2 separate regions of the Hordeum vulgare genome follow, and region 1 is linked to region 2. The links are chromatin contacts, called in public Hi-C maps. All regions are on one chromosome and are shown on one strand. The core of a region is the stretch at or near the end of the contact, and the rest is flanking DNA. Distances in the headings are between cores, read along the strand shown.

Region 1 (5,340 bases), core at 2,338-4,837, 62 kb before region 2:
GCAGGACCGATGATTTCGTCGCAGAGAAATCGATCCACCGGTTATTTTCCTTTCGGTGACACGCAGGAGCAGTCCACCTGTTCTTTTTGAATTGTGCCATGGTACAGAATAATCCCTTACTCCTGCCCTGGTTGCGCTGATGGGACGAGCGGCTGATGTTCATCAGCACCACTTGATATTCTGTCCATGCCACACAACTCGGGGGATTTTATAAGCACAAACGGTGATTTGTGTAGAGCAGCAAAGGCCTTGTTTCCTTCACCATTGCTCCCTAAACAAATGGTATCACCCCGCCCGTGCCAAACACCACACTGGACATTATTCATCTCCAAAGTTCTCGCCTCCTGCTTATCCAAAATGATAACTGTGAGGCACTTGTATCCATAATAAAAAAATAGTGAACTTTTGGTTCCAAGGGGGTCTGAATGTATATAACCTGGCACAGGGTACAACAAGGACATATCAGATGGAGAACACAGTCATCTAGACTGCCATCAGTCCCCTGAAATCACACAAAAGGGTCAATGAGATGTCTTACTTTCCCCATCATTCCTGAATTAAAGTACTACCTCTGTACACTAATGCAGAGGGCGTACATATACCAATATCTACTAAAAAGTTGGTAAAATAGTCATCACACACAAACTGGCAAGGGTATGCAGAGCTACCAATATTAACTCAAAGCAAGTTTCAGTTATTGTTCATTCCAGTAAAGCCACAGTTCTGAATTAATTGTAATGCAAGAGAAGACAGGAACCACAGCCAACTGCATTAAGCACTAGGGCACTAGTAGGCGGTAATAACCTGTTTGAATACCTTATTTGAAAACGCTAATTCAGAAATACTTACCCGGATATTGAACTGTTTCCTGATTCTTCTTCGGAAGTAACCCGTGTAGATTGCTATCAAGAGAACAGAACCCAGACCCATATATAGATATACATGATGCCTCGTTACTGAAAAGGCAATTAAGCTGACCAGAACAGCAACTAATGAAATGAAGTAAGCCATTGCCTGAAATAGTTTCATCTTGTGTCAGAAGAGTGAATAAGAGTTCTTAAAAAGAACATAAGCTTAACAACACAGCTCAAGTAAACTTATGGTAAAACTGAAAATGTCAGATTCAATGGGAATAAGAGTATGTTACAGAAAGCAACAATAGTTGTAATTCTCAAAAGACTTCGCAACAGGGCAGGAAAACAGAGAGAACACAAATTTATCAGCACGTATTGGGAGACATGGAGGATAAAGCACATTTGGTTGATAGCCACATCTTGCCAAATTTCGCCACAGATGACAGAACTGTTTGTGACCACTCTTTTGCTTCACTGGCAAAACTGCGGCAGAACCACACTTCTTAGTGACCTGTCCCACCTAACATAAACTCACTTTTGCGGAACCTTAAAAAAATACGTAACAACTAATTTGTTTGGCACACTTTGCGTGGCTTGTCATGGCAAGTCACATTGGCAAGTCAAATTCTTGTGTGCATCGACCTAGTCAACATGAATGACACCCTGCCCTTTTTTTCCGAGCTTCTCCATACCCTAAAGGATAAGTTCTAGTAATATGATCTCTAGTTATATTATATTTTGGAGGGAATGAGACTGCACGTTATACTTGTGAGAGGGTCGACTTTTAATTTGTTTAACTTGCCAATGTGAACAGGGCAGGATGGCCTTCCTGTTGACCATGTCTAAGCCCAAAAGAATACATAACTATCCAAGCAAATCCTGTTCACATTGGCAAGTCAAACATCCTATGCATTATCTTCTCTGTTGTATAAACTAGTCAGAAGACAGCTTTGCTAATTGTTGTCTAAACAACTAAAATGGAAATGGCATTCATTTCAACAAATTTAGCAAGAGACATTCTAACAAAATATTCCACAGCTCTAGCATTAGGAGGAAGTTAGAATAAATAGAGAAAAATCACATACATAATTAAGAAGTTAAGATGTTTACTTTTCAGGGCAGCTATATTCGTAATAGTCTACAGAACTCTAAAAGGGTTGACCTACAAGAAATTCTGCATTTGGTACTGGAATAAAGAGCCTACCTGAACCAAACGGTTTCCTACTTCCTACCAACGGCAGCATCTTAAACTAACCTCAACTGGTTTTGCATGCTTACCTATATTACACAGCAACGTGACCACCCTTTTGGCACAGAAAAATGACAAGCAAGAAATGGGCAAGACATGGTATTATCTGTACCTGAAGGAAGCAAGATCCGAGATTGGCTCTCCGCATGTTCTTGCCAAACCTATAGCATGGGCAACTGCAAGTAGTCGCAAGCAAACAAGAAAGTTAAAGCGAAGATCCTCAAAAGTTTAATCACAGCTGCACATTAAAATATGCTGTACAGCAGAGGAAAATGGAATCTTTTTCAAAGACAGTCGAATAGAACAAAGGCAGAAGTTCAAAAGGGGTAAGACCTCACGTTGGGGAATGTTCCCTACTAACTTATCTTAAACATGTCAATTTTTCTTTCATGACTCAAGCTAGGAAATACTTTTCAGTACTCGAATTAACCAACCTAAAATCCAAGAGAAAAACTAAACCTCGAGCAGATTCTATCACTTATCACCCATGAGTCTTCATCAGATGATCAGAGATATGAAGTATTCTTTAAGGACAGGTAGCACTAATTAGGGAGAAACCTTCGTTTGGCGTAGGAATTTCTTCTTCCACGACTCTAGCTAGAAAGAAGTGACAAAGGATGAATCCAGAAAGTCTCATCAAACTGTGGTGGACTTTCACTAGTATTACATTACAGTTAACCAAGCAATACTCCAAGACAGAAATTAATGACGGAGCTAAATAGTAAATCTTGTGTCTAATCATAAAGAAATTATGGCTAAATTAGAGAACACTGATGGCATTTCAAGCAGTATCCATTTTTTCCCCAAGGGGAAGACCCCGGCCCGTGCATCATGAGGATGCACACAGCCAAAAGAGGCAGTATTCATGCGAGACAAAATACTAGGTACTAGTAGTATTCCACATCGAGTTGGCATAAAGACAGCAGCGCAGTTTATGCCCAAATCCGCACAAAATCAATATGGAAAGATTGAGCTAAACTAGCAGTAGAATCTCCAAGCTTTCCCGTGGCAACCCACCAAAAACAGCAGGTGGTTGGACGGATGAAACGAGCGGTCAAGAGTTAGCTCCACCTACCAGGCGGCCTCGAGCGCGATTCGGCGGTCCTCCAAGCAATCAATCACCACGTCCCCCTCCCACATCCTCTGCACGCCTCCTCCGCCGGCGGCCCCTTCGGCGCCGCCCGCGCACGCCGCCGCCTCCCCCATGCCGGCGCCCTTCCTCCTCTCCGCCGACATGGCGACGGACGCGCAGAGCATGTCGAAGTCCAGCACCGCCATCGCCTCCTCCTCGTACTCCTCCTCCTCCGGGCGGCCCCTAGGCGCCGTGGACGCCTCCTCCTCCGCCGCGGCCATGGATGGACGGAGCCTCGCTCGCTCGCTCCCTCTCTCTCGCTCCCTGTCCTGAAGTTTTTGTTCCGTATGACGTTACTGCTACTCGGTCCCGTGCCGCGCCGGGTTTTTAACGTCTTATTAATAAGCGCCTCCGATTGAGAGAGGGAGAGGGAGAGGGGGGATGGCATCTTCCGATTGGGATTTTCTTTCTTTCTGGGAGTAATACGTATACCTGTTCGCACTCGCTTCGGCGGCCGATTTGCCCACGGTGAGGTGGGTCCAGCGGGGCCCGGCTGTGCGAGGGGCCCCACGCGCCAGCGGAGGATGGCGGGGAACACGTGGGTGGGTGAGTTGGTGCCGGGAGGACGAGGCGCCCGAATTGCCGGTGGTTAAATCGGGTAATTAGCCCCCGCGGCCGCTAATAATAATAACAATAACGTAACGCGCGTGGTCTGGGAGGGGAGGGGAGGGGAGTAGCCTGGCGGTGGTTGGACTTTGGATTGGGCCGCCGCGCCCGCGCCTGCTCCACAGTCCAGACTGGATGCGGGTCCGCCTGTCAGTCGGATAGAGTTTATGTCTCGTTGCGCTTATCCGGTTTTCGGAGAAAGGTCGCCGCTTCGGGGCTGCTGACGCTGCAATCATACTCTGGTTGCGTATGCAGGAACAGAAATTTGTTGGGTTGTTCCGCCAAACCAACAGAATGGCCATGCTCTTGTCTTTCGGCCCTGTTTCGATACTCTAATTTAGCTAGAGGTTAGAGTTAGTTTTTAGCTCATGACTAACGTTAGACTAACTCTAGCCAAAGAGATGTTTGGATGATAGGGTTAGATTAACAATAGTTGTACTTAATGGAGAGAGGAAAGTGATTTTTTAGTGGGTCTCATGAAAACTAGCTCCAATTAACATCTATTACCTGGTGGATAGAGAGAGAAAAGTGACTTTTTGTGGGCCCCATGAAAACTAGCTCCAATTAGCACCTCTTGGGTGGGCTAGTTTTTTGGGTGGGTTAGATGCAACTAGCTCCAATCTAACCCTCATGTTTGGATACTTTAGTGCTATTTGAGCCCCAACTAGCTCAAACTAACTCTAGTATGTGGATCCAAACAGGGCCTTCGTTTCGTTTCTTTCTCACGCGAAGGATTGTACTAGTTTTTTATTTTCTTTCCTTTCTCACGAGATCCAATGACTTGTGCACCTGACCCCTCTCCACATCCAGGGCCGGTCCTGAGATTTCGGGGGCCGGGGCGAAACTAGAACCCGAGGCCCTTTAACATAAAGTCATAAACCTAAAAAATGTTTTGTGTAACGCTTAAAATGCATTTAAAATCACATAATTTTTACATATGTACCTCAAAATTTGAGTCTAACATTCCCAGATGCAATCACAAGGATGATGGTATTGATATCAATCTTATTCAACAATTTATTCTTGATATACTAAGTTGCAAAACTTTTAACCTCTCTTGGACATTTATGTATCTCGCATTATTCTCCATTATTTTCATCAATATGTAGCTATTTGAAAGATGCATGTAGTGCTTCTTGTAGTAGAACAAAACCAATCATACCTTGATCATCATCAACTCATGTAGTGCCTCCTTGTTCATGTTCTTCTTGATAAGAATCTTTGTTTTTTATGAAGCATTAGAAATATCTTCTAAGCCCTGGAGATAAAACACATGTATAGTGAGTCAATCAGTCAAACTTTACAAACTACAGTATATGAGAAACCCATTGAACGGACAGAAAATCCAATACTATTTGATATCATCTCCAAATCCAAAAACATCATTTTCTATCAAAACATTGATACCGGAGATCTAAGTTGGAATCTTCAATACGGAAGGAACCATCAACATGCCTTGGACATAATGCTTTTTGCAGCTGCACTACAAAACCATAACA
Region 2 (5,531 bases), core at 637-3,136:
AAGAAAACAAGAACCACAATTAGACATTTTAGAAGATATCCAACTTTCATAGCTGCTCCCACTAGTTGGATCAACATCTTCTTCATGCATTCATTGTTGATCTGAGGATTCTTCATCTTGCATTCTTCATTCTTCGGCTTTGATTCTAAATAATTAGACGTTGCCTCCCTTCTAGTTTCTTTTATAATTGCACATACAGCTGAATCATTAACCTTAATCATACTAAGGAGTGCACGAACATCTATTAAGTTTATTTCTATCAATAAATTGATGTATTTTTTTCTAATACCGAAATGAGTATCCACCTTCTACACACACGAACACCACAATAAACTACCGAAATTTAACAAAATAAATGACAAAGCCGAACAGAAAGAAGAGCATACCCCGTCATTATTGCATTTGAAGAATACCCCTTCCAAGGTGCTGCCGCGTGCTAGATGTGAGCCACAACACTGTCTCTAGGCAGTCATCGTACTGTATGAGCGGCATCGGCAAGCCGGCGAGCCGCTGCGCGACCACCGAGCTCGGGCGACGGCCCGAAGAGTCCTTGCCGTCAAACTAACGCTGGTGACTAGAGGATGAACCAGTACCTACATGTGGCGCTGGCGCTTTGCCGGGGCTGTGCAGGGTGCTCCCCAACCAATCCATGGCTTTGGCGCACACACCGGTGGGAAGAAAAGCCAAAATTGGTGGCGCGACAAAACAACCGCCGATCTGCAGGTTTTCGGCCAGTCAAGGCACGAGGGAGTGGTGGATGTCGATCTAGTGCGTGTGGCGGCCCGCCCACGTGATCTCGGCGCTGGTATGGCCGGAATCGAAGGCGGAGCCCGACGGTGGTGGGTGGGGGAAAGCGCGGGATGAAATGTCCCACCAACCAACCACTCTAGATATATACACGGCACCGACGGGGGGGGGGGGGGGGCTACGTTTTCGTGGGTTGGGGTGAGCATTTTGCCTCGCCCTGCAGTTTTTTTTACGGAAGGACGCGTTTGCGGGGTTTGGTCGTGCAACATTTTCCGCCTCGACCCATATTTTGACGGTTATTTTACGGGTCGGGGCATTATACGGGATCTGATAGAGATGCTCTCGGTCCTACCCAAATAATGCTCGGCTTGGTTCAATCGCCCTCCCCTTTTTCTGACAGCTGCACCACTCGTTGAGTTGCACAAGACATTAAAAAACCATTCACAGTTTTTGGTTCAAAACAAACTCAAATTCTGGTTTCTAGAGATAAAAAATGGTATAACAAAAACATCTATAAATAATGAAGACATTATGAGTTAAAACAAATTCCATGAACACAAAAAGAACCAACCCTACAAAGAAGGAATCATAAATTTTAAAAATATATTTGCTAATTGTTTTTTTTCAATTTTTTAAATGTTCCTTAAGATGAAAACTTGTTCGAAAATTCAAATATATTTTCTCAAATTTAAAAAAGTCAATGAATTTGATTTTGTTTATCAAATTCAGAAGAAGTTCATGAAATTGAAAAAGTTCAAGAAATTGAACCATACACATTTTATTTTGTGAAAAAAGTTCATGAATTTGAGCAAAAGATCGCAAACTTACAAACTTTTATTGTGTTTAGAATAAGTTCACAATATTGAAAATAGTTCACGCATTTGGAAAAAGGTTGCGAAAAAAGGAAACGATAAAACCGAATAAAAAACCAAGTGAAAAATCTAGTCGGAAGCCTCTAAAAGCTTCACGAAACCATCCATAAACTTTGAAAAACTGGATGGTGGATGTTAAATAAACCTAAAACGCAACTTCCATGGGACAGCCTATTTCCAAGGGTACATAATGTAGAAGGTGTGCACCATGTATCGATATGCCTATAGCGAACACTATAAGCGGCAAATAGGAACCAACGTGTTCCAGGTTGCTGCAGTGTTTGAGTGCGACACTGTTCCAGGGCATCGCTATGTCTTGCTTTAAGCGAGTCGAGGCTTTAGACTCGCCGAACCAAGAGAGCATATGGGGCGGCCTGTTTCCTATTTCGTTTCTTTTATGTTTTTTATACTTTTATTTGTTTGATATATACTTCCTCCGTTCTTATATATAAGTTTTTTTAGAGATTTTACTAGAAGACTACATATGGAGCAAAATGAGTGAATCTGCATGCTAAAATGTGTCTATATACATCTGTATGTAGTCCTTTAATGAAACCTCTAGAAAGACTTATATTTAGAAACGGAATGAGTATATATTATAAAAAACAATTACCCGTAAAAAATGAAAATCTGTTGAATAAGTATTAAAAAAATGAGGAATAAGACTTTGAAAAATATTCAACATGTATTTTAAAATGTTAAATAGGTATTACAAATATTGAAAACTTATTTTAAGAAGTTAAATAGGTATTATTTTTTTATTAGACTACATCAAAAACGTTGAACAAGTATTTTAAAAAATTCTGAGATTTTTGTTAGTAACTATTAAAATGTCTAAAAAGTAGTTGACAAATATTGAATATGCGTCTGAACAAATTTGAACGTATCTACAAGAAATGTTGACTCTTATTAAAAGACAGTTGTCATATAAAAAATAAGAAATGAAAAAATTAAAACAAAAAAATAAGAACCAAAAAATAAAAAAATTAAACCCCCCAAAAAACAAAAACGAAAAAACATGTAGAAAGAATAAAAAGGTGCAAAGAAAAGAAAAACCAGAGAAGAAAAAAGCATTGAAACCCGAAAAATCAATGAAAAAGAATGTTTTTTTGGAGAAGAACAAATTATAATGACGAGAAAACCCATAGATAAATAAGAAAACCAAACAAAGAACCAAAGAAAGGAAAAAGAAGGAAAAGGAAAGAAATAATAAAAAAACTTATCTCAAGTAGCGAGCGACTCCTAGGTAAACACGAAGTCAAAACTGGTGCAGTGCCTAGCGGCCCTACGCGCCCTCATTTCTTATTGTGCGCTAGTCGGTCAGCCTGATTAGTCGAAAGGCTTAAGCGAGACGAACCTTCGGTCTCGTTGAAGTCGAGAAATAGCTCCCGCGAGTGTTCCTGATCTGTATGGTATGTTCGCTAGAAAAACATGGATACAGGCACGTACGCCCAGTTGCTCGCCTCTGTACGAATTGAGAGTGCAATTCAACGCAGCGACCATCGTAAGGGGTCCCTCCCTCCCTCCCCCTCTCTCTCTCTTTCTCAAACCTAGCAGATCCTCGTTCTAAGTAAAACTGGTTATTTTTTATATAAATTTCCAAAATTTATTATTGAAAAATAAAAAATGTTAACAATATTAGTAAAATATTCAAGAATCTAAAAAATTGTACATGCAATTTGCAAAATCTTCACAAATTTCTCTAAAAATAAAACCAACATAAGAATAGTAAAATGTTCACATGTATTCAAATTATTAATAGGTTTTTGAAAAATTGTGATTTATAAATATATTCATCATTTAAATGAATTTCAAAGATTTTAAAATGATGTCGAAGAATCTAAAAAATGTTTTTTTTTTGAAAAATTGTGGATTTAGAATAATGTTTGTGAATTTGAAAAAATGTTTAAAAGTGTATAAACATGTAAATATATTTGAAAATGATCATGGTTTTGAAAATATTCAGCATTTTATTAAATATTCATTACTTTAAAGTTTTTAGAAATTTATTAAAAATATCAATTAAAAAATGTTTATATAATGAAAAACTAAATATAAGAAGTAAAATGAAATGCCAGCAATGCAAAGTTCAAAAAAGCACGGGACGTTAATTATGCGTCCGACCACCTACTTACTCTTTTCTAGCTTAGGCGTGATTAGGTGTAATTAGACACAATTATGCATCTCCTACACGGTTGTATGAATACGGGCAAAAATAGTAGTTTTCCAGCAAAGCAAATGCAAGAATTTAAATGAAGGTATAATTATAAGTTTATAACATTGTTCTCTCTCGAGTATGTTGTCCCTTCCTCTTTGCGTGTTGTCCTATGATCCTCTCCCTCGAGTGCATCGGACATCAACTACATACATCATAGAGAAGATAACAAGATTTTAGGAGGAGCAACCAACAAGCAAGGAAATCATCCAAAAGTTTGAAAGCATATATGTAATAATGTAAATTGTAATAAGAAGCTTATCTAGTTGGCTCATAGCCTTCTCCCTTTTTGAGATTGTCGAAATTGTATGAGCATACCAGGAATGCAATGGGCAGATCACATCACGACTTCACAAGCAAGCATATTACATAACAACTAAAAGTCTTAAACTTGCTTAGTTTAACCAACAAAAGTACCACGATGAGGATCCACAATAGTCTCACTCACGCCACTCCATAGTCTCTTACATAACAAATAACAAACAAAAGACGAATGGATGAAAGCAAATGCATGATAACTTGATCACTTGATGGTATGATGCCAACCATCATGCAATGATCACTTGCTCAATTCCTCTCAATCATCCTCATACTCAATGAGTTCATCATCCGCGATATCATCATCACCATCACATTAAAACTCCTCCTCCTCCTCCTCAAGGTCTCTCACTCTTGCACTCCTACGAAGTTAGAGCCGCTCTTATGCTCCCATTGCTTCACCAAGTATATCCCATGACATCCCCGTACCCGGATGGACACCCCATCCTCCTCATCAAGATAAACAACATTTGCATGATCATCCAGGAGGGAATTCCGGATTAAGGGGTCCTCGGGCGGTCGGGTTGTCCCTTATGGGTCGATCATATGGTTCATCGTTGAAGACCGGAGTATCTGACAACTGCATAATCGAGATGGAAAGCTCCGAAGAATGGCGTGCACTCCAAGGCAAGAGGACCAGTTCGACCTATCTACCCCCGATTAAACTCGGTAACATGTAACCCTAGGGGCCCTGGTGTCTATATAAACCAAAGGTTATTATGCGTAGAGGCAGGTTATCTCATCTACGGTTTAGCTTGTACGATCTCGAGGTGGATCAACTCTATAATCATTGTTCCCTATCAATATAATCAAGAAGGACGTAGGGTTTTACCTCCTCAAGAGGGCCCGAACCTGGGTAAACATCGCCTCTCCCTCTTTCCTACAACCCATCGATATAAGCTCCAGAGTTTGGGACCCCCTACCCGAGGTCTACCGGTTTTGTCACCGACATTGGTGCTTTCATTGAGAGTTCCGCTGTTGGATCACTGAAAGGATCGATGGCTCGCTTGATCATCAACGGTCGAGGTTGCGACGGGGCATCTTCGCCCTCGAAGAGGTCCCCGCGCTCGAGAGCATCTGTGACGCCCTCGGTTTAATCGTACGCTAATCATACACGCAAATGCGTACGATCAAACCCAAGGACTCACGGGAAGATATCACAACACAACTCTAGACACAAATAAAATAACATCAGCTTCATATTACAAGCCAGGGGCCTCGAGGGCTAGAATACGGAAACTCGATAAACACACGAGTCAGCGGAAGCAACAAATATCTGAGTACAGACATAAAACATGGGGTGCCTTAGAGAAGGCTAGCACAAAAGATACAACGATCGAATGAGGCGAGGCCTCCTGCCTGGGAACCTCCTAACTACT

What was found. A called contact is a pair of places that touch in the nucleus more often than the background predicts.
Region 1: a contact with region 2 is called in a Hi-C map of leaf, with 2.9 times the contacts expected there. The contact joins the promoter of LOC123425739 here to the enhancer-like site in region 2. A contact is called at or near these places in 2 of 6 Hi-C or Micro-C datasets (leaf and seedling).

Annotation. Positions count from the first base shown.
Region 1 is chr2H:178,630,706-178,636,045 of MorexV3_pseudomolecules_assembly, reverse strand. It overlaps LOC123425739, which reads right to left and starts at 3,587. Exons shown (of 5, transcript XM_045109450.1): 1 at 3,179-3,587; 2 at 2,216-2,279; 3 at 850-1,014; 4 at 437-502; 5 at 1-344. The coding sequence starts at 3,456. The coding sequence ends at 117.
Region 2 is chr2H:178,566,861-178,572,391 of MorexV3_pseudomolecules_assembly, reverse strand. No RefSeq gene overlaps it. Among protein-coding and RNA genes, the nearest start is that of LOC123425739, 63 kb to the left of the region's middle. Within about 2 kb of position 1,886, at least 3 of the 3 cell types and tissues checked have open chromatin away from gene starts, as enhancers often do. A contact at or near this core is called in leaf and seedling, where this site is marked.